Linked DNA regions of Mus musculus: regions 2, 3, 4, 5, 6 and 7 are each linked to region 1. Evidence: chromatin contacts called from public HiChIP or PLAC-seq, Micro-C, capture Hi-C and promoter capture Hi-C data. All regions are on one chromosome and are shown on one strand. Each heading gives the region's core, a stretch centred on a gene start, on an enhancer-like site or on the middle of the called end of the contact. The rest is flanking DNA. Distances are from core to core; before and after follow the strand shown.

Region 1 (3,684 bases), core at 774-3,273:
ATGACTTCATGAGTTTGTAACCCCAGCATTGGGGAGAAGCGACTGGGGATTCCAAGAGCTCACTATCAGCAAGACTAAGCTGAAACAGCTTCCAGTTCAGTGAGAGACCTTATGTCAAGGGAATAAGGTGAGGATGGAAAGCTGCAGATGAAAATGCGAGGTCCTAAATGAGCATGACATACAAAACATGCTCACAAGCACAACTCCAAACCCATTTTTCTATCATCTGAGCACGACAATAGCCTCCAGGAAAACTATGTGTAGAGACGTAAGAAAACAGTGTAGGGCTGGAGAGATGGCTCAACGGGTAAGAGCACTGACTGCTCTTCCGAAAGTCCTGAGTTCAAATCTCAGCAACCACATGGTGGCTCACAACCATCTGCAATGAGATCTAATGCCCTCTTCTGGTGTGTCTGAAGACAGCTACAGTGCACTCACATATAATTAATTAATTAATTTTTTAAAAGGCTTGTGCTAGCATACCCATTGTTTAAAAAAAGAAAAAGAGAACAGTGTAAAGTTTATTTTGACATAATTGGCACAATGGTGATTCTTTGCCATTATCCACTTACATGTGGTGAGTTTTTTTTTTTTTTTCCTTCTGCACTGGTCCCTCTGGCCATTATCCACTCTTAACCCTCCTTGTTCTATTATTATAAACTATCTCCTAAATTATACTCTGGCTCATTTGAGTCTGTTATGTGGGAAACACAAGATCTGGGAGCCTGTGGCAGGCCGGAGTGAGAGTCCAGTAAGAGGACAGATCCCCACTGAAAAGGAACTGTTGCAGAATGGGAGATGAAGTCAGTGGCCACATCTCCTGTTAATTTACATACACGGGTATGACTAGGTCTGGGAGGTAGCTGGACTGGCAGGGTGCTTCTAGCAGGAACAAATCTCTGTGTCTCATCGACAGCACCTCAGAAGTCCCAGAGGTGTAATGCCTGCACTAGGAGATGCAGACAGGAGGATCACAAATTCCATGTCATCCTTCACTACAAATCAAATTCAAGGTCAGGATTGAGTACACGAAAGTTTCAAACAAACCAGCCAGGTGGTGGTGGTGCACTCTTTAAGCCCAGCACTCAGGAGGTAGAGGCAGGTGGGTCTGTGTGACCTTGAAAACAATCAAATGAAAAAACCCAAAGCTGTAGGAATCACTATCTACTGTGTATTATTTGTGTGTGTTAATTTGAATGTCGGAGTGCAGGCAGGCCTGCATCTGTGTAGGGTCAGAAGACAACTTCTGGAAGTTGCCTTAGTAAGGCAGTTTATGAGTCAGAGTTCTTACTATGTAGCCCTGGCTGGCCTAAACTAGACCAGCTGCAGGCAAACTAAAGGACTCTGCCTCTGCCTCCCGAGTGCTGAGATTTAATGCATGCGCCACCACGAGGGCTGCAGAACTGATCTATCAGAACTGAAGCCTGCAGTCTCTCCACGAAGTGAGACTACGCACGTGGTGTGGGGTATCTCGGGGTTTGGTCTATCTGCAGGTCAGTTCCATCAATCCCCATATAACAGGACTCCTTGAGGTAGAGGCGACCCTTCAGCTTGCAGGGATGCTCCGGCCTCAGTTAATCGAGGGCTTTGGTTCCTCTAATCTGAAGTTTTGTCCTGCCCTCTGACTAGAAAGGAGCTCTATTTCCCAGAGAGCTGGTTTTCCGTGCCTAAGCTGCACAGACTGGAGGAAGCCGCATCCTCCAGGATCTCAGCACAGGGACGCGGCTCGGCTGCCTATTGGTAGCCAGTAGGACGCGGAAGCGCCGGGGCGCGCGAAGAGAACCAGGTAAGAGGCCTCTCGGAGAAACTACGGCAGGAATGGGGCACGCCTACCGTGGGTGAAGGACGCAGCACGCCACACCTCACGACGCTGCCGCCAGCCGGTATCGCGTTACCTGCTCCAAGATGCCTGCGCGCAGCCGGCCCCACCCTCGGCGTCACCTGTGGGCGCGCCCCGCCCGCTTCCCCGCGCACATGCGCACGGCGACCCGCCGGCTGTGGTGTCACGTGCCGGGCGCCTGCCACCGCCTCCTGGGCGGGAGCTTCCTGTGGCTGTCTCCGCCGCGGCCGCCCGGGGGCCGCGGAAAGCTAGGCGGTTCCGGGCTCGAGAAGGCCCGGTTTTGGTTCGGATCCGCCGCGAGGTATGCCACGTGCCCGCTTCCCGGCGTGTGGACTCTGGGGGCGGCCGGGGAGATAGAGGCGGCTTGGGTCGGGCCGGGCGGAGCCTGGCATCGGGAGGGCCGCGACCGGCCTGCGGCAGCGGAGCATCTCATTCTCCCGAGCTCCTTCACTCCCGCACCCCACCCCGGCTGACGCTTCGCTGTTGACTGCAGTCCGAAATGTGACACTTGGAGTGGCTTACGCCTGTGCGCTCACACCAGGGAACCTCGCAGCCCTGTTGATTCCCGCTCCGGACGCGGGATCGTGTCTTGTTTCTTAATCCCCACGCCACCTCACGCTTCTTCATAGATTTGCAAGATGCTCAGGGCTGAGGTTTCCCGCCCTATATGATCTCCCACTTCCCTGGGCACCTTCTGCATCAACCCATAATGCTTCCCAGTGTCTAACGCCCAAGTGTCTTTAAAGCCTTAAAGCTGTTTCTCTTTCTCCCCTAGTTCATGCCTTCATTTCTAGCCTTACGGTTTGGTTTATGCCTCCGTGGTGCTGGGCGTTTCTTCTCCTTGTGTAGGCCAAGCCAGTTCTCACCTCAGAACTGGTGTCAGTTCGTTTGATTTGCTTGGAGTTCTGCTATTCCCCAGTGTGCAAACTTCATGACTCAGCACAGGCATCGTCCTCTCCTAGATGTCTTTTCTATGTCCTCGATAAGGGGCTGCCTCTTGCACCCATTGTCCCTGCAGCTGCTCTGTGGTCGTTGTCTGCCCATGGGTCTGTTTCCTTGAAGCCTGAGGTAGGAGCAAATGAGTTCCTTCCAGTGCTGGACAGGTGGTGCTACAGTACCCGCTGACCACTTGTGACACCTTTCAGAGGATCTGAATACTGAATCAGGTGCAGAGTGCCCACGGGAACTGATGATGAGAACGATCCATGCCTGTGCTGCCCAGTGGTACCCATTAATCAGATTCACCTACTGAGCACTTGAAATCTGTCTGGTATGACTGAGGAGCTGAATTTTTAATTTAAATGTAAATAGACACATTATTTGCAGAACAGACAGCCTGTCCTGGAACTCACTCTGTAGACCAGGCTGGCCTCGAACTCAGAAATCCGCCTGCCTCTGCCTCCCGAGTGCTGGGATTAAAGGCGTGTGCCACCACGCCCGGCGACAGCACTGCTTTTAAAAGCCTTTCCAAACCATTGTACCTCAAATTGCTTCCATAAGTCTGCCTTCCATGGTCACCAGTCAGTTCAGAAATTGTGTTTCCACCCCCACCCCCCATATCCCTCTGTTGACAGTGGTCCCCTGCCTTCCGTCCCCTACCTCTCCTTGCCTCTGTGCTATTAATTATAAAGTGGTGTTTTAGCCCGTGGGAGTAAGTTCCCTAACCACGGGTACCACTGTTGGGGGCCATATATCATCATCTATTCCAGTCTGAGTCTCTTCAACTTTACACCTGATAGGTATCTAGCCTGCCAAGATGCCAGGGCCAAGACCTCGGAAGGGCCCTAAGACCAGTGGCCAGGGTGCTGAGACTGCCAAGCAGGTATGGATGTGGTCTCCTTCAC
Region 2 (3,684 bases), core at 516-3,015, 840 kb before region 1:
TGTTGTGTTTTATAAAAAGATAAAGAGAGAAGGAATATGTTTGGTGGAGGTATAGTCAGGTATGGGGGAAGGAGGTGCCTCCAAGGGCCTATGCTTGTCCCTTCCCCCGGGGAGGGGACCAGCCACAAGATGACGACAGTATAGTATAGAATAGAGTTTATTCAGGGCATGGGGAAGGGAGTTGAGAGGGTAGTAGAGACAGAGAAAGGGGGGGGGGGAAGGAGGGGAAGAGGGAGAGAGAGAGGGAGAGAGAAAAAGGGAGAGGGAGGGGAGGGAGAGAGAGAGGACAGGGAGAGGGAGGGGGAGGGGGAGAGGGAGAGAGAAGGGGAAGAGGGAGAGAGAGAGGGAGAGAGAAAAAGGGAGAGGAAGGGGAGGAGAGAGAGAGGACAGGGAGAGGGAGGGGGAGAGGGAGAGGGAGAGAGAAGGGGAAGAGAGAGAGAGAAGCAGTAAAGGAGTAGAGGCCGGCCATAAGAGAGGAGGGAGGGGAATAGGGAGAGAGGGGGAGGGGGCAAGAGGACAGAGGGAGAGCAAGAAGGCAAGAGCAAGAGAGAGCAGAGGGGGTGAGCAGCCCCTTTATAGTGAGTCAGGCACACCTGGCTGTTGTCAGGTAACTGTGGGGCAGAGCTTAGACAAAATGCTAACCTTTTACACCTGCAAACTGGGGGCAGTGGGTTTTCATGGACCGCAAAGCCAGGGAGCAAAGCCAGGGGGCTATTGTGGATCAGACTCCCATCCTGGTGATCGCTAAGAACCAGCTGAACTGCCCCACTCTCAGGACCCTCTTGCAGATCAGCAGGAGAGACGTCCTCTCCCTCTCGTTTACCTAAGCTCTGGTAGAAACACAGGCCAGGTCAGGGGCTCCCGATGGCCTGATTACAAGCTGTCAGTGTGATGGATGGGACAAATTAATCACAGACATGAAGTCAGAACGTACCTAGGAAACCTGTTCCAGACCACAGTCCTTGACTACTGTTGCTGGAGTGGCTAGCATGAGCCACACGAATGATCAACCACTCTCAGGGCTCTTGGAAGGCCCAGGCCAGAATCCTCACGGTTTCCTATCCGGCCCCTAAGTTCTACCCATCAGCCTTTGCTTGGTCACCTGAAGTGATCTCTCAGACTGGCCCTGGACTCAGCAGCCTATAGCCTGATGCCTCAGAGAGTCAATAAATAGTTCCTGTTGGTGCTAGGAATGGTCTTAGCACTTGGGAGACTGCAGCAGAAAAATCAGGAGTTTACGGTTATCCTTAGCTACATAGCAAGTTTGAGGCTAGCCTAGGCTATGAGCAGTTCACCTCTACCCGCAAAAGAGCTCTTGAGGGTTAGGTGTGTAGGCCAGGAGTCTGGGTTGAAGGCTCAGCCTGTGGGGTAAGGCTGCCTCCTACCACTGCCACTGTCCGATATCTAATAGGTCAGGAATGAGTGGGTTTCCAGGCTTCCTCGGGGACGCCACTAGCAGTGTCACACTTGAAACAGTAACTACCCATCAAGATCAGCACTGGACTCAGCCAATTTACTCCCAGGCACACAAGCGTCCCCGTTACTCCAAAATCCCAGAGCTGGGCAAGATGTCTGTAACTCAGAACTTGAAAGACAGAGGCAGGAGAATCCCTCTAAGTTCAAAGCTAATCATGAACTACAACCTTGAGCTATGTAGTAGGAACTATATAATCAGGAAAAAAAAAGTGTTCCTCTTATAGGGGCCTGAGCCTAGAGCCTAGGACATTCAAAGCGGACATTCTACCGCTGACCTACATCCTCAGACATTACAAAGCTTCCGGTTTCCCTTCCCGCTGTGTGTGAAGTCCTCCGTGCCGTCTGACCCACTTTAACTTTCTCATTTGTTTGTTTTCTGGCTTCCCCTCTGGAAGCATTGCCCCATGAGGGGAATGTGTGTGTTATGGCTGCTTTCTTACCTTTGCCTGTGGCACTGTGCCATGCGCAAGCGAGCTCAAGCGTTAAACACAGAAAGAATACGAGGAAGAACACACAGCAGGTGAGGAAGCTTTGGGGAGGGGGGGATCATGCAAAGGAAGAGGGTGCAGCTGGAGGGGGTGGGGGGGTGGGGGGGGGATCCAGTGTGCTCCTCAGGAGGCGAACTCAGGGGAAACACAGCAAGAGACAAACTGAGACAGGCCTAGAATGCCAGCCCAAGGCTTGGAGGATGATGGGAGCCATGGCATGCTTTAAAGGGGAGCAGGAGGTGCTGTCTAGGCTTCGGAGACTCTCCTGAGTGGGAACAATGACGTTAGGGGTCAGAGTAGACCCAGAGTGCCTCGGGAAGCCAGCAGTCAGTGAGGCAGGGAGGGATGCAGGCGTTCAGCTGTAGGCATGATCCTGGGACGGGGACAAGATGGACTCAGCTTCTTCCTGAGAGGCTCCAGGCTGCCCATCTGCCATGAAGGCTTCACCTCAAAGGGCTGCTCTGGGCACTTTGGGGCTGGAGATCCAAACCTGGCTCTGTTTTACCACCACCCTAGGGGACAGGGACTTTCTATTTTATAGCAGGAAGTTGGAACCAGTGTGTGCTCATTACTGTCTGCCACACAAGTATCAAAATGCATTAATCTTATGGAGAGGTTCCAACACCAGAGCTGGGGCTGGGCCTAGGAGGTTCAGTCCCATGGACGAAGAAGAAGGCAGCTGGCATGACATAGACAATGATCTGTGTGTGTGTGTTTCTGTCTTTCTTCCTCTCTGTCTCTGTCTGTCTCCGTGTGTGTGTGTGTGTGTGTGTGTGTGTGTGTGTGTGCGTGTGTGTGTGTGTGTAAGGGAACACTCAATGACAAGTGTCTTCTTTGGTAATTCTCTCTCTTGATTTTGTATCAGTGTCTCTCACGAAACCTGGAGCTCACCAGTTTGGCCAGAATTGCTGTCCAGCAGGTCTCTGGGACCCTTCTGACTCCACTCCGGTGCTAAGATTCCAGGCACACGCTGGCTGCACCTGTCTTTCATGTGCACACTGGGAATTGAACTCAGGCCCTTGGGCTTTACTAACCAAGCCATTTTGTCAGCCTCAGAAATAGATTTGTTTCATAGGCAATTAACAAGGTGATATTTTTATCCCCGATGTACAGGCCAAGCATAAGGAACCAGGCAACAGAGCTATGGGAACCCGGGGTCAGCACAAAGGAAGAAGCAGGCTGTCCTTCTGTCCTTCAGAGACCTGACAATCCCTAGGCCTCATTTTGTAGGAAGGTCCTAACTGAGGGGTCGAGCTGGCCCAGGCCTTACATCACCTTCAGGAGCTGAGCCTCCTCTGTGCAGAACCATAGGCTGCCACTTTATTCTTGAGGGTTGGGGTAACAGCGGAGGGGCTGGGGAGGGGGACGACTCTAAGTCCTGAAACACAGATGAAAAACGTGAGGCCTGGAGAAACCAACTAGCTGTGGTTCTCTGTGCAAGTGAAGGATGGGACCAAATCTGTTATGTGGCGATGTCCTTGGGCTTTTGTCACTGAGGTCCAGCCCTGTCCCCGTGGCTGAGATCATCCGGCTGCGGCAGATACCTGGATCAGAACTACTCCGAGAAGCAAGAATTCCCGAAGTTCTCTAAGGCTGTCCTCAGCCTGTCCTTGGGGACACTGCAAACGTCAGCACAGGTGTTCAGTCAGGAAGTGTGGGCAGGGCATTCATTTATGAAGCTTCGGGAACTTCCTGTTTCCCAGCCCCCCCCCGCCCCCCA
Region 3 (3,684 bases), core at 744-3,243, 700 kb before region 1:
CCAGGAACGTCGGCTGCTCCATGAGAGCATACAGTAGTAGGGTGGATTGGTTTGTTTTTTGTTTGTTGGTTTTGTTTTTGGAGGAAAGGGGCTCGTTGGCTTTTTTCCCAAGACAGGTTCTAAAATGTAGCTCTGGCTATCCTGGAACTCACAATATAGATGAGGCAGGCCTTGAACTCACAGCCAGCCTCCACCTTCTGAATGCTAAGATTAAAGGTATGCACTACTACCCTTGACTAGTGATAGTATTTATAATTCCAGGAACCTGCCACTACACCTGACAAGCAATATTATTTATACTTCCAGGATCTTACAGACGTTTGTGCTGTGGACAAGACTAAACTATGTTGAATATTCTTACAGTTTTCCAATTCTAAACTACCGACAGTCCACCTGATCTTAAACCTGGGTAAGGCACAGGCCTGCCTGAAAGTCAGTGCCCATCTGACTCAGCAAATGAAAACTCTCTTTCCCAAGCCCTCACCTTTCCCCTACATATTAATGCAGCTCACACAGGCTGTCTGGAGAAGCCAGGTCACACCCTCATCCTGCAATAGCAAAGTCCCTTTCTCTTTCCCCCTCCGTCCTGCTGAATTCAGATAACCTCACTGTAGCTGGTCTCACACATAAGCACACTGGGTTCTTGCTGAGAAGGCACGGTGGGCAGATGACACTGGGTTAAATAACTGCTGGACACGGAGGAAAACAAACCCCACAGCAGGGAACAATACCATGGTACAATGTGTGTCTTTTCCCGGATGGAGCAGGAAGGATCACTGGCAGCTGGGCCAGGACAGTGAGGGGGATTTGAAACAGGTTTGGAGCTTGGTTTGGGAAATAAACAATGAATGCAAAGACAATTTAGGTTTGGCTTAGAGTGAAGGTAATTTCTATTCTGGCAACCTAGAACAAAGCTGAGAGATCAACGAGAAAACTAGACTCCAGATTTAAGGAAGTACTGGGTATTGGGGACAGGGGGTGACGGACATGGAGGAACACTTATTAGGGCTGTTTGAATAGGTCAGGTAGTGTGGGTGAGGTGTTGGGGACCACCCGAAAGAGTGCTGAGGAAGGTTTGGTGGGTATGAAAAAGTTCTAGGTTAAGGCTGACCTTAGAAGATGGAGCAGAAGATGGAGAATGCTAAAATGAGGATAAAGATGTGCTTGCAGCAACGATGGGACACTACCAGAACAGGTACTGGAAGAGGAGTGGGCTGGGTGTTCTCAGCAACAGGTAAAGGTGAATAGGGGACACTGACCCGAGGGAGACCCATGTTAGGAACTGGCTATCCTCCCTCAATGGGGGTGCCCTATATCTTTAATCTCAGCACTCTACAGGCAGAAGCAAGAGGATCTCTAATAGGCCATCCTGGTCTACAGAGCTAGTTCTAGGGCACACAAACCCTCAAAACAAAACAAGGAATTGACCACCCTAGTAGAAAGGATTCGGGTGATTTTCAGGCATTAAGTGTGTAGGGCTCAGGATAGCTGTCTGAAAGATTAATGGAGCGGGCAGGAGTTTGTAGGATTCAAGATGAACTTGTAGACGGGAGGGTTGCGGAGGAGACTTTAAAGTTTCTGAATCTTCTGAGCCAGGGAATTTTCAAAGTCTCAGGCTTTCCAAGCTGGGGAATGTGACTGCCTCCAGGGCCGGAGGTTCAGGGCAAGTCCTAAGCACCAGGAGTCGGGTCTGGGCCGGGGCCAGGAGGCTGGGCTCACCTGGGCAGGCTGTCCTGGTAGTGCATGGTGGGTACGATGCTGTGCTGCAGATACTCGGCGGGCCCCGAGACAGCACTTAAGGGCCGACTAGGGGCTCCCAGGACAAGCGAGGGGCACCGGGGCCAGTCACGCAACAGCAGGCGCGGCATCATCGTCCCGGGCGGCAATGGCGGCTTGAGGACGCGGTGGCTGAGGGAGTTCCCGAGCAAGCAGGCCGCTGCCCTCAGGCCCGGGACACCCGTAGAGACTTAACGTCCAGTTCAACTCCGCCCACAGGGGCACTTCCGGGCACCGATAGGCGGTGGCCCCGCCCACACTTGGCCTCTCCCAGAGCCCGCCCACATCGTGGCCACGCCCAAGAGGCGGCCACGCCCACCTGGGCCGGAAGCGGTCTCTAAACTATAGTAAGCCCAGCTTCTTGCCCGAAGGTGGCAGGCATGTAACTCTGAAGCTAACCTCTTTTCCTTTCACAGAACTGGATAGAAATCAAAAGTAGAGAAAAAAGAAACGCTGAAACTTGGCATTTGGCAGACCTATCCTTGTCAAGGCTTGGTCTCTAGAGACCAAGAACATTTCAAACCTTTGTCTTCTAAGTAGAGAACAAGATCAACAAACGCCTCCACAGTTCTAGATTTACTGAACAATAGTCATACTTATTTCACCAATATAATTTGTTAGGCAGAATACTTTACTCATACTAGGTCCGTGTAGCATTCCCCAAGCCTGAAGTCTTTGAAGTGTGTGGCTTCGCGGGGCGGGGGGGGGTGGGGGTGGGGTGGGGTGGGGGGGGGATAGGGAACTTTCGGGATAGCATTTGAAATGTAAAGAAAATATCTAATAAAAATATTATTAAAAATGTATAACTGGAAATTGGGGGTGCATGCCTGTAATCTGAAGGAGAGGCAGAGGCAGAGTGTCAAGAATTCTAGCCTATATTCAGCTACATAGCGAGTTGGAAGCCATCCTGGGCTACACGGGACTGTGTCTTAATCAAAACAAGAGGAAGGAAGGAAAAAGAATGTACAGGAACCAGAAATGAGCATCCTTTTTCAGATTGAATATTTCAAAGGAAAAAAACAAAACAGGTTCCCTACCAAGAGGAAACCCTTGTCCTCTAGTTCTGGGTGTCTTTTAGCCTCAGTCCACCGTAGGAGGCTACCTGTCAGCACACATGGGTCCTGAAGTCCCAAACTTTTCAGGAATTCAAAGATTCTTGAACGTGAACATCCCCATCCATCGCTAAACCACCACAGGCAAGCAACATATACCATACCCCTCTGGTCTCTGCCTCATCTGTAGCTAAAGAAGTAATAGGTTCTGCTACCACTTATTTTACATAGTGAATTATTCTCACTTGAAGCACAACAGAATTCCATTCTGGAAACACAACCTTCCTTTAGCTCCAGCTGTCTGTCAGGACCCTGTAGATCTGAAGCAGCCAAGTACATTTTGTCTGTTCCATAAGTAGGTAGGCAGAGCCATGAGCTGGAACACATCCCAAAGGGCACTGGATTTGGAGTTCAGGGGACCTGAGTTTGTTTCTCGGGCTCTGTCCTTATTTAGATGACCAGCAGTTAAACAGGAAACTCACTTACCAGCTCCATACTGAAGAACTTTTCTTCATTGACTGAAGAGCTAAGCACAGAATTCAAAGCTAGTGGGAACCAGGGATGTAACTCAGTGGGCAGGGTGTTTGCCTAGCATGCATGAAACCCTAGGTTTGATCCCTAGTATCACATAAACCAACCAAATATGGTGGTGCATGCCTGTAATCCCAGCACTGGGAAGGTGGAGGCCTGAGAATTGATTCGATGTTGACGGGTGGGATGGCTCAGGGAGTAAGGTCCTTGGCACTGATGATGATCTGAGTTAAGTCCCTGAGACACAATGGTGGAAAAGGAGAACAGACTTGTGAAGGATGTCCTCTGACCTCCACACACAACATAATAAAATGGCAATTTTAAA
Region 4 (3,684 bases), core at 485-2,984, 660 kb after region 1:
CTGGGTTCTATAAGAAAGCAAACTGAGTAAGTCAGTAAGCAGCACCCCACCATGGCCTCTGCTTCAGACCCTGCCTCCAGGCTCCTGCCCTGTTTGAATTCCTTTCCTCACTGCTTTTGATGATGACCAGACTGTGAGGGAAATAAATTCTTTACTCTTCGGGTTGTCTTTGGTCATGGTGTTTCATCACGGCAGTAGTCACCCTAAATAAGAACCTTTGCAGATGACAATTTCAGGTAAGCGGTTCCTTATTCTAACTAAGTGTGGCAAAATGAAAAAGAGTAAGGTGTATAATGTTGAATACAGGCAGGACAAAGGCCTTCATTTAAGCATATACTATAATGTTATGGTGTTAAAATACATATATATTAAAAAATCTCTGCCACTGGTGAGCTGAGGGGGGTGGTTAGACTTATGTAAACAGGTCATTAGGAGGTTGTTGCCCTCTTCTAGTAAAGTCAACAAAAGAGTATGAACACTAGTTTGGAGAGACAATACTCTGTCAAGAGGTGGCATTTATGACAAAAAGGAATTTGAGAGGAACCGGGCACTGGTGGCACATTCCTTTAATCTCAGCACTTGGGAGGCTGAGGCAGGCAGATTTCTGAGTTCAAGGCCAGCCTGGTCTACAGAGTGAGTTCCAGGACAGCCAGAGCTATACAGAGAAACCCTGTCTCAAAAAACCAAAACCAAAACCAACCAACCAACCAGACAAAAAAAAAAAAAAGAATTTGAGATGGGACTTTATGCACTCACTGTACCTCTGAACTCCACTGTGGCCCTACACCTGCTTTTTTTTTTTTTTTTTTTTTTTTTTTTTAAATTAAACAGTCTAGGCAGGACAGGGAGCAGGCAAGGCAAGCAGTTCCTTCTTGCTCCCAAGATTTTTACTTTAGAAGGATTTACATGCCTTCTTAATGTGATAGCAGGTAGAAAGATTTGTAATCCAGCTTTCTAGTTAGTTTTTAAACTTCGGGTAAGAGAGTTGTTTTGTTTTGTTTTGTTTTTTCTTTTCGGGGAGGCCCTTTTCTTTTTATTTCAGTCAGGGCCTTACTATGTGTCCTTGAACTCACTATGTAGAGCAGGCTGGCATGGAACTCTCAGAGATTAAAGGTATGTGCCACCATGCCTGGCTGGCTTTCACCATCCTCATTTGTATAACTTCTTTCTGTTTCAAATCCCCTATTCACACAATTTTTTAAAAAAGTATTTAGGCCTGGAGTAGTGGTACATCTCCTTAATCCCAGCACTCTGGAGGCAGAGGGAAGTGGATCTCTGTGAGTTTGAGGCCAGCCTGATCTATACAGTGAGCTTCGGGATAGCCATGGCTACACAGAGAGAGACCTTGTTTTAAACAAACAGCAAACAAACAAAAGCATTTAGTGCAGAATCACACACAATCAGAATTATTTAATGTTATTACTACTAAACCGCTCCTGTCATTACTTAGTACCATTACTTTTTTAGTTCCCACAACCCACCTGGACATGGTTCTAATTTCTCCCCGCACTTTACAGAAAACAGCAGCCCAGGAAGAAGGATGGTGGGTGACCTGCCTAAACTCAGGTCTCTGTGGCGCCGCCTCCGCTGACCGTCCACCCCAGAGCCCTATCCGCACCGGGTTTTCCAGGGAGGCCGGGGTCAGGGCCTGGTTCCGCGGCTCAGACTCCCGCTCCGGGCTTTGCGCGCCGCCACGGCCTGTGAGGCCGGCGGGGCGGGGCGGGGCGGGGCGGCGTGAGGAGGGAAGTTGTCGAAGTTCGGGGAGACGCCCGGCCGCCGGCCTCGCCTACGGCCTGTCCCTCCGCCTCCTTCCCGCCCCGGGCCCCCGTCCGTCCGTCCTTCCTTCCCCTCCCGTGCATGATGGAAACACCATGGCTGCGGCAGCCCAGCTCTCCCTGACACAGGTAACGCCGCCCGCCGGTCGGCCCGGCTCGACCCGCCGGGGTTCCCCGGCCCTCCCTCCCCCCCTCCACCGCTCTGGGGCGCTGGCGCGGCGGCTGCCCTCGGGCCGCACGGTGGGAGCGCGTGTGAGGAGTGCGGGCGCCATCCCGAGTCGGAGCGGGAGCGGCGAGCCGGGGCCGCCGCACCCCCGCCCCGGGTCGCCGGGCTCTCGGCTCCGCCCCGCGCGGCTCCCACCCGGCCGCCGCCCCCGCCGCGGGTCTCCGCGCCGCTCTCCTCCAGGTCCCGTCGGCGCTCACCTTCTCGGCAAGTTTCTCCTCCGGGCCTGACGGCCGCCAGGTGAGCTCCGGTGGGGCTCACGCTAGACAGCGGCCGCGGGCGATGCGAGGCTCGACTTCGGCGGGGCAGGGTTCCCTCAGCTTCGCTCTGCTCCGGTCCGCGGGAGCGACGACTGCCGAGTTCCCCTCAGTTCCCTCAAGTCAGCCTGGCTTCCAGAAGTCGCATCCTGTCCGGGCACTTGACCCACTCACTTCTGCTCAGATCCCCTTGCAGACTTTCCCACCCGCGAGGGCGCCGTCTCTGATCGTCGTCCGAGGGGTCATGGTGCCAGCCTTCTGCAGGTGGGGCGCCTCTTTCCTCCCTGGTGCCCGGAACCACCGGGGAGATAACTTTGTCCTGGGACGATCTCGACCAAAAGCTGTTCTCGGAGTCTGTTCTCGGAGTCTCGCCTCTTTATCATCATCATCATTATTAAAATGTTCTCTTCCTTCAGAGCCCCATCCTCGAGGGATACATCTAAACATCACTCACTTAGGAGAACCTGAGTTCTCCGTTTCTGTAAAACCAAGCGTAGTCATCTCAAGACACCCAGGAGGGATGAGGTACCAAACACCTGCCAGTCCCTTTCATCTTCACTGCCCAGAAGTTTGCCTTCTCCATAGCTGGGGGCTGTGTACTCCCTGGTATAAGCCCACCTCAGCCTATCAGCCTGCCCTGTGATAGCTCCCTGCCATCTTGTCTCCTTGGCCTAGATTTGCCTGTACTTATAAGGTAGGGCATGTGTTTGGGTAATAGATTATTTCTATGTTATGATAAAGAGGTTTTGAGGTGTTTCTTTCCAAGAACTTGGAGATAAAAAAGTATTTTCCCCAGGAGCCAGGGTGGAAATTTTATTTACTTATTTATTTTGAGACAGGGTCTCAAATAGATCAAGCTGGCTTTGAACTCACTATGTAATCAAGAATATCAAGAATGACCTTGATTTTGGATCCTTCTTCCTCCATCTCCCAAGTGGACTGTACCACTATATTAGTTTATTCATCGCCAGGGATCAGACTCAGGACTTCATGCTGGCTAGACAGGCCCTGTACCGACTGAGCCATATCCCCAGCAAAAGTGATTCTATATATACTGTATGTGTGTGTGTGTGTGTATTATAGTGCGCACACACACACACACACACACACACACACACAGAGGCATCCCACAGGTAAGACAGCCTTTAGGAATAACCTCATAAACTTTACATTTCCAAATTTATTTCCTGTGGGTCATTGTGTTTTGACTTGCATCTAACAGGGAAGAACTTTTAAGATGGCCCAGTCTTGTCATGAATCTGTTTAGAAGGGTCCTTCTGAAACTCACATTTGAGGAATGGAAACATTGACTTTTGGGTGTTGGCTTTCTGAGTCTAGATAGTGACCTGCCTTAAACATGATCTCTGTTGGCAGGCACTTGTATTCTGACTCTGTTGGCTAATTCTGGTAGTTTCCCCCGACCCCCCTA
Region 5 (3,684 bases), core at 717-3,216, 590 kb before region 1:
GGATGACTCACAACCACCTGTAACCCCAGCTCTGGGGGATCTGATGCCACTGGCCCTTGCCAGCACCTGCACACACAAACACACAATTAAAAAGGAGGAAAGCAAGGGCACGATGGCCCAGCCAGTCATGGTTAGTGGCCTGCCTCCAAGCCTGATAACCAGAAGTTCAATCCCAGGACCCACGGAGGAGCAGGAGACAACCAATTCTGGCAAGTTGTCCTCTGACTCCCACACACGCTGTGTGGCGTGCACATATGAACACACACACACACAATAAGTAAATAAATAAATAGATTAATTAATTAATCAATTAAAGTTAAGACTAGGACTAATGGTTATCTTCTGCTCATAGCCCCAAGCTGCTCTTGAAGGCTGAGTAGGAGTTCCCCCAAGTGAACAAAGCGGGTGGAAACCATGGACAAGGTGTGGAGTAGTGGCAGGAAAGAGGCAGGTGTGTTGAAGCATGTAAACGGGGAATAGAAATTGGCTGTGAAAGCACAGCTTGCCGAGGGCATCAACCACCATGGCAGGACGTTAGTGATAGAGGGTCGTCAGGGTTCCAATAAGTCATGATCAACACTCTTTGTATGGCTCCAACAAGCCTACAGGTGCCACCTCCTACCCAGGATTCAGACGGAAGGGACAAAGAGTAGCTCTCATGGTGCACAGGTCATTGACTCTGACATCTGACACTTCTTACCTTACACACCGAAGACTGGGCCAAGGGCTCCGAGAGTGTACGGAAGGGGGCAGAAGCCCCAGACCAGTCATTGATGACTTTTTCCAGAGCAGCCCGGGCCCTTCCCAGTGGTGTTCGCCCTGTGAGCCCGGGATCTGGTCATTTGGGCTTTTCCAGGGCAAAAGGGAGAGGTGGAGAAGGAAAGGCCTACCCAGGGGTCTGCCCAGCAGACCAGGTGCCTCTTCGTGCCAGGCAGAGCGCGGTTGCACCTCCCCCAGCAGACATGCAGGCTGCTAATGCTCATCCTCCTGCCACCTCTTGCACACCTGCATCCTAGCCTGGGCGACAGCCCTCCCTGCACGCCTTCTTCAGCAGCAGCTGCCTCCCAACCCGGGGCCCCAGCACTGGAATCCCAAGCCGACCCCACCCCCTTCTTCCACCTGACTGCAGGTCAGCTATTCCAACTCACCCATCCCGGTCCACCCCAACCCCCACCCTGCACCAGGCTGATAGTGGTTCTGAGACCCACACAACCTGGGGACGACCGTGCTCCTTGCCCTGTCCCTTTCTGTGTTCCGCTGGAAGCAGCTGCCTAGACGGAATGGTCGGAGTGCAGTGCCCTGTGTTAGTTAGACTGCACCTAAACTGCCGAAACCAAGTTCCGCTGCTTGACTGTGCGCCTCACCTGCCCTGGCTCCCTGGGGACTGATATCTGCCTTTCTGTGCTTGTTTCTGTATGTAAAGAGGTCGGTGTTGGACTCGGTGAAGCCCCCGACAAACTGACGTGAAAAGACGCAGGATGCCCTGGGTCCCAGTTCTCGGTGCAGAGGTTCAGGCCCCTTCCCAGTTCCACCTGCCCCCACAGTCCCTGTCACCCGCCCGTGTGCCTCCACCTCCCCTCCCCATCCGCTCGCAGATTCTTTCCAGATGTGCGCAGCGGGAGGAGCCCGAAGGCAGGGACTGAATATCGAGTAAAAAAAGGGTCCCCTGCCCCTTGCTCCGGATCCCGCAGGGGGGCCGCCACCCCATATGGAGGTGTGCCTAACCGTGCCCCTTGCGCGGGGTCCGCCCGACAGGGTGGGATACGGCGATCCTCCCCTATCGCGGCTGTGGCAGTGGGAGCACGGCGGGATGTCAGAGAGAGCTGCCCGGGCGCAGCCGGTGGCCCGTGGTCCCTCGGCTCACCGGCTGCCCGCGTCCTACCTGCCGCTGCGCGCCGCGCCGTGGGCGGAACAGGCTCGCGGGTGTCCGCTGCGCTCCGCGGGCGCCGGCTCCTGTCATTCAAGTCGAGCCGTGGGCGCAGCGAGCCAAGTTTTGTTGTGGGTTCTCTCTCCCCGCCTCTCCCCCGGCCCCCGCCCCGCGTGCATCTGCCGGACGCCGGCCTCTCCCGACACAGGCGCAGGGTCCCGCTGGGCGCCGAGAGGGAGGGCCGAGCCCACGGCGCCGGGCTTGGCGGGGGGCCCACTTCCCGGGAGCTCGCGCCGCCGCCCCGGCCGGCCGCAGCACCACGCCCCCAACACCGGGTGCCTCCAGCGCACCACCTCCGCCTGCCAGCCTGCGGGCTGGGACCGCACCCAGGCAGGCCCCCCGCACCTGAGGAGAACCGAGAGGGCTCCTTCCTTCCAGTTCCTCCGCGCTCAGCTTCTTCCTCAAGGAGTTTGCAACCTTCCCGGGCACAAGTACCTTCCCTGTTCCCTCTCCCACCCTAGGGTCCGGAGCATGGCTAATGCTGCGTCAGCCAAGACCCTTCTGGACCCCTTCCTGTCAAAATTCCTCCTTCTCCTCCCCACCATCCACCCTCACTCCACTGGCCCTGGGCCCACAACTTGGTGAACCTTGAAGGAGAGTTAAACTGGACCGGAGTCTTCAAGCACACAGGTTCTAGTCGCGGAGAAAGCAAGGGACTGAGCAGGGAGCACTCCATATTGCTCCCAGGAGCTGAAAATGGTTCCAAGCACAGGCACATTAAGTACTAGCAGCTGAAGCAACACTGTTTGGCGCCAAGGGCTTCGTGGTGGAAAGGCGGGTGAGACTGGGTTTGGGTGCTACTTGGCACCTCTGCTGTGAAACAAACCTGTCTTCTACGTGCTGTGGCCTTTGGGCAGGACCTACTTGGCTCTCGGAGAGGGATAAAGATAATAAATCAAATGTGGAACCACTTGGCCACCTAAACTGCCGAGACCCTAAAGGGCTCTGGTTAAAGTGGCTGCAGACCTTTCCCTCCTGTGCTGCCAGGCAGTCAGTTTATATCTCCATGCATTAGTCTCTAGTCCTTACAGCCCTGCAAAGGAAGATTATTTCCCCATCTAATAAGTAAGGATGTGGCCTGTGCTTGGCTGCGTAACTAACATCATCATTCGGAGCTGGGGTTCTGGCCCATCTACCCATTGCAAAAGTCGTCTGTGATGCAAACAGGCAGGTAGGTAGGGATAGAGCCTGTGTTTGAACCCACAGCCATCTGTTTCCATTACCCATCACTGAAGAACTTAACACGAATGGGAAAGGGAAATATTTTGCCTTCTTTGGCCTCAAATTCCAATCTTCTCTGAGCTCAAACTTGAAAGTTGGTATGATTCACAAGATTGGACAGGGCCCAACAGAGATGCATCTTGTGTTTTCTGGACAGAGCCTAGATTCAAGTGGAGCTAAAAGAACTGGATTCTATTGGCTGGTTTACCCATGAACCAAAAATCTTCTAGAACAAGAAAAATCAGCACATGCTGAGTGCCAACGAAGTGCCAGGCACTGTCCTTAAACATCCTGGCCAGCCCTGTGGGGGAGGTACGGTAGAATACACCTGGAAGGGTCAGGGTGTTTTAGGGCTAGGCACTTAGAACACTACACACTCACTTCTGCTACCATCAAAACTAGCTCTGCCAAGCCAGTGCCCACACACGTACTGTGTCTGTGTGGTGCTGAAGGCACCAGCTACATTACAGCCTGGAGGGATTGTGAGTGTCTCAGGAGGAAACGGAGGTGACCCTCCGGCCTTCAGAAGGGATGGG
Region 6 (3,684 bases), core at 570-3,069, 580 kb after region 1:
ATAGTATGATGTGTGTGTGTTTTTTGTTTTTTAATATATTTGGTTGGGGGTTGTTTTTTGGTTTTGTTTGTTTTGGGGTGTTGTTTGTTTTGTTTTGAGACAGGGTCTCTTTAGGTACACTGACCTGGCTTGACCTTAAAATTAAGAGGCTACATATACAAGCTACTGTATTCAGCTTTGAACAATATGTTTGTGTCTCATTAAAATTTGATCCTTTAAAAATTACGTAGAAGAGAGGCTAGGAATGTGGGTCAGTGGTAAAGTGTTGACCTAGCATTTTCGAGGCCCTGGGCTCCATCAAAAATAAAAATAATAAAGACACAGAGAACATAAGTTCATATCCAAAGAATGATAAAGGTGACCAACGCTTGTAGTTTGGCAGACCTGCCTAACAGCATGTACTTTTCTACTTCCTGTAGCAAAAGAGAAATTTAATGGGAAGCCTGACTCCACCACTTACAGCTGTGTATGTGATCTTGAGCTAATTACTTAAAAGCCTGGAGTCTCAGATTCCAAAACTGTAAAATGGGAGCATTAAATGGGAATAATGAATACCTACCTTGCAAATTTATTAAGAGTAAATGAATTAAGGTGCCCACTAGACTACACTAAAAGCTCGAGAAGAGAGGCAGCGTCTACACAGCTGTCGATTCTTGCTGGAATGAAGACCCGCAGGACAGGAACTCAATGATATTTTTAAATGAATGAATAACTATGTGTCCCTACTTCCCTCATCCACACTAACTCTTCTCCCATAATCGTATTTCTTCGTTTTTCTTCTATCATTTTCTAAAGCCTTCAAGACATTCTATATTTTGTCCTTCTGGGTGCTTTTCTTCTTCTCACGGGCTATTATTAACAATACAGCTCAAAGAAAGTGGCCCCGTTAGTAATTTCTCCAACACCGCCCACCTTCCATTTCTAATGCGAAGGAGGTGGAAGAGGCGGTCAGAACATAGGCTCCACAGCATTTCATCTACCTACCCTGGGCCACTAACTCGCGTCAACAACAGCGAAGTCGGTCCTCTCCAGAACACAACTTTCAGGGCAACTGCACCATCTCTTTCTACATCTCCGCAACCAGAAGACTCGCGCAGAGGGAATCCTCTGCTCTCAAAAGTTACGGAGTCCGTTACACTCGTGCCCCGCTGGAAAGAGGGGTGCATCCCCACAGTAGGACAGCCTTGCTGGACAGACTGATGGGATTTCAGAGCCCACGGTGTGGACGCGGGTCACCTTTGGACCTGGCCAGGTTCCTCTGACCACTGCTCCGAGAAGGCAGCGCTCTTCGAGCCCTGGAGGGAAGCTAAGGGGTGCGGCCAGTGCCCGGGCTGGGGACAGGAGAGACGCACAGTGTGGACAGCTAGGCTGACCTGCCACACCGGGACTACGCCCACCCGTACCTCGTCTCAGCGCAGACCCTACCTAGTCACAGAACCACTCCCTGAGACACCCGGCTCGCCCCCGGCCCATAAATCAGCCGGCCGGCGCTGCTCACTGGCTGGGTCCGCATCTCCCTTCTGGTCATTGGCTACCCGCACGCAAAGCCCTCCTCCACAAGGGAACCTCGCGTACGGCGGTCTCTCAGCGGAGCACCCCCGCCCCGGCTCCGCGTAGCTCGCCGTCCCAGCAGCGCGGCCTCAGCCACTCACCGTGTAGTAGGAGAGCAGCCCTGCATTGTAGTCCAGCACGAACCAACGATACTGCCATCCCTTCATCACGTTAGTCCATTTGCTCAGCGGCCCTTCCACGATGGACGCCATCTTGGGAGCCGCCAATGACAACAAACGGCCTGACGTCAGTCGCCTATATGGCATTCGGCATGCAGGGGGCGGGGTCTCCGAGAGCCTAGGCGGGACCAGGGCGTGAGTGGGCGGGGCCAGGTGCGGCTCCTCTGTGCAGCTGGTGGACCCACGCCCCTGGCAATCCTAGTCAAGCATGCTTTGTTTCTTTCTCTCTTCGCCTATTGTGTATAGGGCGGGCTGTTATGGAGGCAGAAAACTGAGAAAGCGAGCGTGAATATTTAGATTATTTATCCAAAACAGGCGTGAAGGTGGATACCTGTAATCCCAGCACTTGGGAGACCAGAGGATCGGTAGTTCAAAGCCAGACTCAGCTAAGTAAGACTGACAAAAAAAAGAAAAGAAAAAAAGGAGAGAAGGAGAAAAGGGGAGTGGGGGGACAGAGAGACGGAGGGGAGGGGGGTTTAGAGGTGGGTGTAAGGGAGGGAGGGAGAGACAGACAGACAGAGAGAATAAGAGAAAAACATCTTCAAGAGGATCTGGAGGGTAGGGGAGCACACAACTGCCTGTAACTCCAGGCCATCAGAACTGAGGGTACCAGCACTTAGGAGCAAATATTCCCACCCCACTCAGACATACTCACTAAAGTACATATAACTAAAACTAAATTTTTTTTTTGTAAGTTCAAGATAATCCTTGACTACATAATGAGTTTGAGAGTAGTGGGTGCTACATAAAACTTTTTTTTAAATTGTAACATAAGTTTTGTTGGGTTTTTTGTTTTTTTTTTTTTTTTTTTTTTTTTTTGGAGACAGAGTCTCTTTTGCAGCCTTGGCTGTTCTGGTATTTGCTATATATAGGTAGACCAGGCTGTCCTCTAACTCACAGAGATCTGTCTGCTTCTGGGCTTGGGTTAAAGGTGAGAGCCACCACACCTGGCCAAAGAATTCTATATTTAAGAACCTAGTGATTGGGAAAGCTGGAGAGATGGCTCATCATCGGGTAAGCACTGACTGCTCTTGCAGAGGTCCTGAGTTCAATTCCCAGCAACCACAGGGTGGCTCACAACCATTTGTAATGAGATCTGATTCCCTCTTCTGGTGTGTCTGAAGACCAACTGTGTACTCACATACATAAAATAAATAAATAAATCTAGAAAAAGAAGGGGAAGAAGAACCCAGTGATCCTCTTTTGGCCTCCCTGGCCCCAGACATGTATGTAGTACACAGATATGCATGCAGGCAAAAAGAACTCATATACTTCTTGTTTTGTTTTGTTGTTTTACTGTAGAGAAAAATCTAGGGCTTTGTGCATGCCAGGAGAACATTCTACCCCTGCTATATTAGTCAGGGATCTTTAGAGTAAAAATACTTACAGAATGAATATATTTGTGTATATATAGAGAGATCGATAGATATACACACACACACAGAGTGGGATTTATTACAGGATGTGATTAAGCAAAGACAACAATGGCTGCCTATGCATAGAAAATCCAAGAAACTAGTAATTGGATGTCTCAGCTAGCTAGTCTTCTGTGTATGCCAAAATCTGGAAAGAATAGGCCCTAATGCCAGTGAAGTAATGGACTTGCTAGCAAAAGTGAGAGACGTAGGCAGAAAAGGAGAAAGCGTCCTTCTTGATGCCCTATTTATAGGTTTCCAGGAGAAAGTGTGGCTCAGACTAGAGGTGGATCTTCCCACTTCATATCATCCAGTTAAGCAAAAATCTACCACAGGTGTGCCCAGCCATGTTTGGATTTTAGTTAATTCCCGATGTAGTCAAGTTGACAACCAAGAATAGCTATCAGACCTGCCTTTTCTTAAGAAAACATAGATCATTCTTGACACCTCACAAGAGACCACCCCCAATGTCCATTTATGTATTTGTTACACAAACCACACACTTAATAACCATAGTCTGGGAATATAGCCCAGTAGCA
Region 7 (3,684 bases), core at 604-3,103, 560 kb before region 1:
TAAATACATTTCTAGTTAAAAAAGGAAACCAAGGTCCAGAGAGGTGGCTCAGTGGTTAAAAGTGGCTACTCTTCCAGAGGACCCAGGTTCAGTGTCTCACAGCCATCTGTTAACTCCAGCTACAGAAGATCCAATCCCCTCTTCTATCCTCCATAGATACTCGGCATGCACATGGTACATAGACACGCATGGAGGCAAAACGACAAACTCATTTAAGAATAAATTAATTAAAAAAAAAAAGAAAACCAGCCAGGTGTGGTGGCACATGCCTTTAATCCCAGCACTCGGGAGGCAGAGGCAGACGGATTTCTGAGTTCAAGGCCAGCCTGGTCTACAAAGTGAGTTCCAAGACAGCCAGGGCTATACAGAGAAACCCTGTCTCAAAAAACCAAAAAAAAAAAAAAAAAAAAGAAAACCAAAATTGGTACAATTTTTGATATCTTTTTTAAAGAAAAGAAACACATTCATTGTAAACAAATTAGCAAATATAAATAAGCAAAAAGAAAACATAAATCATTTCTAATTTTATCCTATAAAGAAACATCACAGCTGCTATCAATTCCATCCTTTTTCTCTACACAATAGTTTTAAAAGCGAGTATGATGGCTGAGCCTGGTGGTGCACAGCCTTTAATCCTGACACTCAAAGCTTGAGGAAGACAGATCTGTGAGTTCCAGACCAGCCTGGGCTACCTAAGCAAGTTCCAGAAGAGCCAGGACTCCATAAAGACACTCTGGATCCAGTGGAGTGGTATGGACGGAATGGTATATGCATGGAATCCCAACTGAAGGTTCAAGGCCAGCCTGAGCTAACAACTGAGCCCTAGGCCAGCCTAGGTTGCACAGCTGAGAATCTAACCAAAAGGAGGTGGGGACCATCTACTTTTATATCCTCCTGCCTCTGCCTCCCGAGTGCTGAGATTAAAGTGTACATCACCACATCTGGTTTGTCCTTTTCTCTTTCAATAGAGAAAAATCTTTATGTGTGAGTGTGTGTGCACATTTTGGTTTTCTGACATATGGTTTTACTCTGTAACTTAGACTGATCTCAAACTGGCAGCCGCCTCCTGTCTCAGCCTCCCAAGTGCTGCTATGGTTACAAGCAGGAGCATCTGTACCCAGCAACAGTTCTAGCTAAATTTATTCTTAGGGATTTTTACAGTGTTCTTGTTAATAATATATCTTCATTATATTTAATGGCTGAGTTATTACAGACACATAGAAAATATGGTAATCTTTTTATGCTTTTTCTGGACCTGGCTACTTTTAAGTTTTCCTTGTCCATTTAGGACTTAATGGCCTGCAGTAATTTATATATCCAGGGTTCTTCATCCCTATTCTTTCCCTTAACAAAGATTTAAAGTGTTCACTGTATTCACACTGTAATGAGCACCTGAAACACTCAAATGCTTATTTCCCTGGAGGAATTTACATCACCTGACACCACAGTCACCTCTGTTTCTATGTGTGCAGAACCACGGCCCTAATTTGTGTTCTCTTCTTCCTTCCCACTCTGCGTGTGTGTGTGTGTGTGTGTGTGTGTGTGCGCGCGCGTGCGTGTGTATGTTTATACATGAGCAGTGTAACAATAACTGAAGTGTAATTCAGACCCTACAAAATGCACTTTTTCACAGTATACAATTTAGTAACTTTTTTTAGTGCACTCTAAGATGTGTTTGACAGTTAATCTTCATTATCAACTTGACAGGATTTAGAATCATAAAGAAAGACACACCTTGCTGAGTGTTAGTGCATTTCCAGAGGTTTACTAGAGAACCCCCACACCAGATGTGGGTGGCACTATCCCATGTGCTGGGATCCCAGACCAAATCAAAAGGGAAGCGGGCTGAGCACTGGCTCTTCTCTCTGGGCTGGAGCTCTTGGCCGTGGCTGTGCTATGACTCACGCTCCTGCCACCATCCCTCCCACCATGCCCAGACGGTATCTTTCTTAAACCAGGAGCCAAAATAAACCCTTCCTTCCTTCGACAGCTGTGTCACGTACGTGGCCACAGTGATGCAGAGAGTGACTAATAAACAACGTGCAACCTCAACATCACTACTCTCAGAACATTCTCACGTTCTCATGTGAACTAACAGCCCTTGCAGTCAGTCGCCATTTTCTGATACTAGCTTCTGAAAACCACAAACTGGCTTATTCTGAATATTTCCTATAAATAGAACCATACAGTGTGCTCTTTGTGAGTAGCCTGTTTCATTTAACATATTCTCAAGGTTCATGCTGGGTTGTGTATCAGCCAGTACCTCTCTCCTTTCTATGGTAAGATAAGACTCTACTGAATATGGTTACTTGTTTAACTATTTATGTTTCTTGTTGTGTGTGTGTATGTGCATTTTCTGTGTATTTGTACATGTACGTATGGGGGTGCTCACTCATGCAGGCACAAACAGATGCCAGCAACTGATGTCTTTTTCATCTGTCTTCCCATTTCATTCATTCATTCATTCATTCATTCATAGACAGGGTTTCTCTGTGTAGCCCTGGCTGTCCTGGAACTCTCTATGTAGAGCAGGCTGGCCTCAAACTTACAAGGATCCACCTGCCTCTGCCTCCTGAGTGCTGAGATTAAAGGCGTGCGCCACTCGGCCCAGCTTCCACCTTTCTGAGAAAGGTCTCACTGGACCTGGAGCTCAATGCTTCAGCTAGACTGGCTGCCAGCCAGCTCCCGGGATCCGCGTGTGTTCTCTCAGCTTTAGAAGCCCACCCACCGCCAGCCACACTCTGCCTTTGCACGGGTGCTCAGGGAATCCCAGCGTGGGTTCTCGTGCTCAGGAAGTCACGGCTTTACCCACTGAGCAGTCTCCAAGTCCTCTTCTCCTTGTCTTCATTTTGGTTTTATGACTACTGTGGACAGAGGCTCTTCTTCTCTTGCTTGGGTCGAGAGTTAGGAGGGAATTGCTGGATCATAAGCTGCTTAACTCCTCGAGGAACTACCAAACTTTCAAAACACCAATACCCCACAACCCTACTAGCATTGAATAGGGGTTCAAATGTCTCTACATCCTCACTACTGATTCGTATCCTCACTACCTTTTATTAGTCAGTTCACTGGTGTGTCAGACTTTTTCTTAAATAGTTCCTTGGTGTTCCAGAAAGCAGTCATGGGTCTTACAGCAAAGTAGCTGTTCTAGTCAGCACCCACTTTCCTCAGTAGTCATCTCCTTTCAGTACTACGGATCAAACTTGAGCCAGGTTTCTTCTGGGGCCAGTGGCCAGTGACTACTTCCAGATACGTCTGCCTCTGCACAGCGCCCCACAAACCAGCCAGAGCAGACACCAATGCGTCCCAGCAGGAAGATCCAGGCAAGCATTAAGAGGTTCTACCGCTTACCTCTCACTGCCTAAGAGATGTAAATTCATGTGCACGTGCTGTTCCTTCTGAAGAACCAACTGACCCTTTTACAAAACCCATACTCTGTGGTCAATACATCATTTCCCTTTGAAACGGGAGTGAAAGTAGGTAAGAGAGCTAAAAAGAGAAAAACACAGTTGCAAAACTGGAGATCATTTCTACCAAGAAGTCTTAAATGCCTCTTGTGGGAGAAAAAGTACTCTCGGAGTGGACTGGAGGCCAGAGAGCAGGTGCTGCTGGGAAGGCAATGGGACAAAAAGGGCTGAATTCTAAGAAGGCCGGTGGAGCACTGCTGAGGAAGACAAAGGTGGA

The links. Promoter capture Hi-C pulls out the DNA fragments that hold promoters and counts their contacts. A called contact is a pair of places that touch in the nucleus more often than the background predicts. HiChIP or PLAC-seq counts read pairs in DNA pulled down with a chosen protein or histone mark. Capture Hi-C pulls out chosen DNA fragments and counts their contacts.
Region 2: an H3K4me3 HiChIP or PLAC-seq map of bone marrow-derived macrophages shows a contact between it and region 1, with 5 times the contacts expected there. The contact joins the promoter of 4933424M12Rik here to the promoter of Cc2d1b in region 1. A contact is called at or near these places in 1 of 115 datasets of contacts at active chromatin or transcription factors (bone marrow-derived macrophages) and 1 of 9 other capture datasets (liver).
Region 3: a contact with region 1 is called in a capture Hi-C map of macrophages, with 4 times the contacts expected there. The contact joins the promoter of Cpt2 here to the promoter of Cc2d1b in region 1. A contact is called at or near these places in 8 of 39 promoter capture datasets (the 3T3-L1 cell line, 3T3-L1-derived adipocytes, cranial neural crest and 5 more), 6 of 484 Hi-C or Micro-C datasets (CD4 T cells, CD8 T cells, memory CD8 T cells and 3 more), 8 of 115 datasets of contacts at active chromatin or transcription factors (the NIH/3T3 cell line, astrocytes, bone marrow-derived macrophages and 5 more) and 4 of 9 other capture datasets (adipose tissue, embryonic stem cells, liver and 1 more).
Region 4: a contact with region 1 is called in a promoter capture Hi-C map of liver, with 5 times the contacts expected there. The contact joins the promoter of Eps15 here to the promoter of Cc2d1b in region 1. A contact is called at or near these places in 5 of 39 promoter capture datasets (the HPC-7 cell line, cranial neural crest, liver and 1 more).
Region 5: a contact with region 1 is called in an H3K27ac HiChIP or PLAC-seq map of large pre-B cells, with 4 times the contacts expected there. The contact joins the promoter of Podn here to the promoter of Cc2d1b in region 1. A contact is called at or near these places in 2 of 115 datasets of contacts at active chromatin or transcription factors (embryonic midbrain and large pre-B cells).
Region 6: a Micro-C map of embryonic stem cells shows a contact between it and region 1, with 4 times the contacts expected there. The contact joins the promoter of Osbpl9 here to the promoter of Cc2d1b in region 1. A contact is called at or near these places in 4 of 39 promoter capture datasets (the HPC-7 cell line, liver and pre-B cells), 1 of 484 Hi-C or Micro-C datasets (embryonic stem cells) and 2 of 9 other capture datasets (adipose tissue and liver).
Region 7: an H3K4me3 HiChIP or PLAC-seq map of bone marrow-derived macrophages shows a contact between it and region 1, with 2.8 times the contacts expected there. The contact joins the enhancer-like site here to the promoter of Cc2d1b in region 1. A contact is called at or near these places in 4 of 115 datasets of contacts at active chromatin or transcription factors (astrocytes, bone marrow-derived macrophages, double positive thymocytes and 1 more) and 2 of 9 other capture datasets (liver and pancreatic islet).

Annotation. Positions count from the first base shown.
Region 1 is chr4:108,617,933-108,621,616 of GRCm38.p6, forward strand. Cc2d1b (coiled-coil and C2 domain containing 1B) reads left to right here and starts at 2,024. Exons shown (of 25, transcript NM_177045.3): 1 at 2,024-2,141; 2 at 3,580-3,662. The coding sequence starts at 3,597. Gm12743 (a long non-coding RNA gene) reads right to left here and starts at 1,923. Exons shown (of 3, transcript XR_003955254.1): 1 at 1,834-1,923.
Region 2 is chr4:107,781,921-107,785,604 of GRCm38.p6, forward strand. It overlaps 4933424M12Rik (RIKEN cDNA 4933424M12 gene), which reads left to right and starts at 1,766. Exons shown (of 3, transcript NR_166202.1): 1 at 1,766-1,996.
Region 3 is chr4:107,921,596-107,925,279 of GRCm38.p6, forward strand. It overlaps Cpt2 (carnitine palmitoyltransferase 2), which reads right to left and starts at 1,994. Exons shown (of 5, transcript NM_009949.2): 1 at 1,720-1,994. The coding sequence starts at 1,871.
Region 4 is chr4:109,278,541-109,282,224 of GRCm38.p6, forward strand. It overlaps Eps15 (epidermal growth factor receptor pathway substrate 15), which reads left to right and starts at 1,735. Exons shown (of 25, transcript NM_007943.3): 1 at 1,735-1,904. The coding sequence starts at 1,872. It overlaps Gm40225 (a long non-coding RNA gene), which reads right to left and starts at 1,783. Exons shown (of 3, transcript XR_868003.2): 1 at 1,482-1,783.
Region 5 is chr4:108,029,988-108,033,671 of GRCm38.p6, forward strand. It overlaps Podn (podocan), which reads right to left and starts at 1,967. Exons shown (of 13, transcript NM_172874.4): 1 at 1,883-1,967; 2 at 1-66.
Region 6 is chr4:109,200,453-109,204,136 of GRCm38.p6, forward strand. Osbpl9 (oxysterol binding protein-like 9) reads right to left here and starts at 1,820. Exons shown (of 24, transcript NM_001368727.1): 1 at 1,653-1,820. The coding sequence starts at 1,763. Gm46867 (a long non-coding RNA gene) reads left to right here and starts at 1,741. Exons shown (of 3, transcript XR_001784406.1): 1 at 1,741-1,797.
Region 7 is chr4:108,056,393-108,060,076 of GRCm38.p6, forward strand. All of the region lies in intron 13 of Scp2 (sterol carrier protein 2, liver), which reads right to left. Among named protein-coding and RNA genes, the nearest start is that of Gm23354, 16 kb to the left of the region's middle. Within about 2 kb of position 1,854, at least 98 of the 459 cell types and tissues checked have an H3K27ac peak or open chromatin away from gene starts, as enhancers often do. A contact at or near this core is called in bone marrow-derived macrophages, where this site is marked.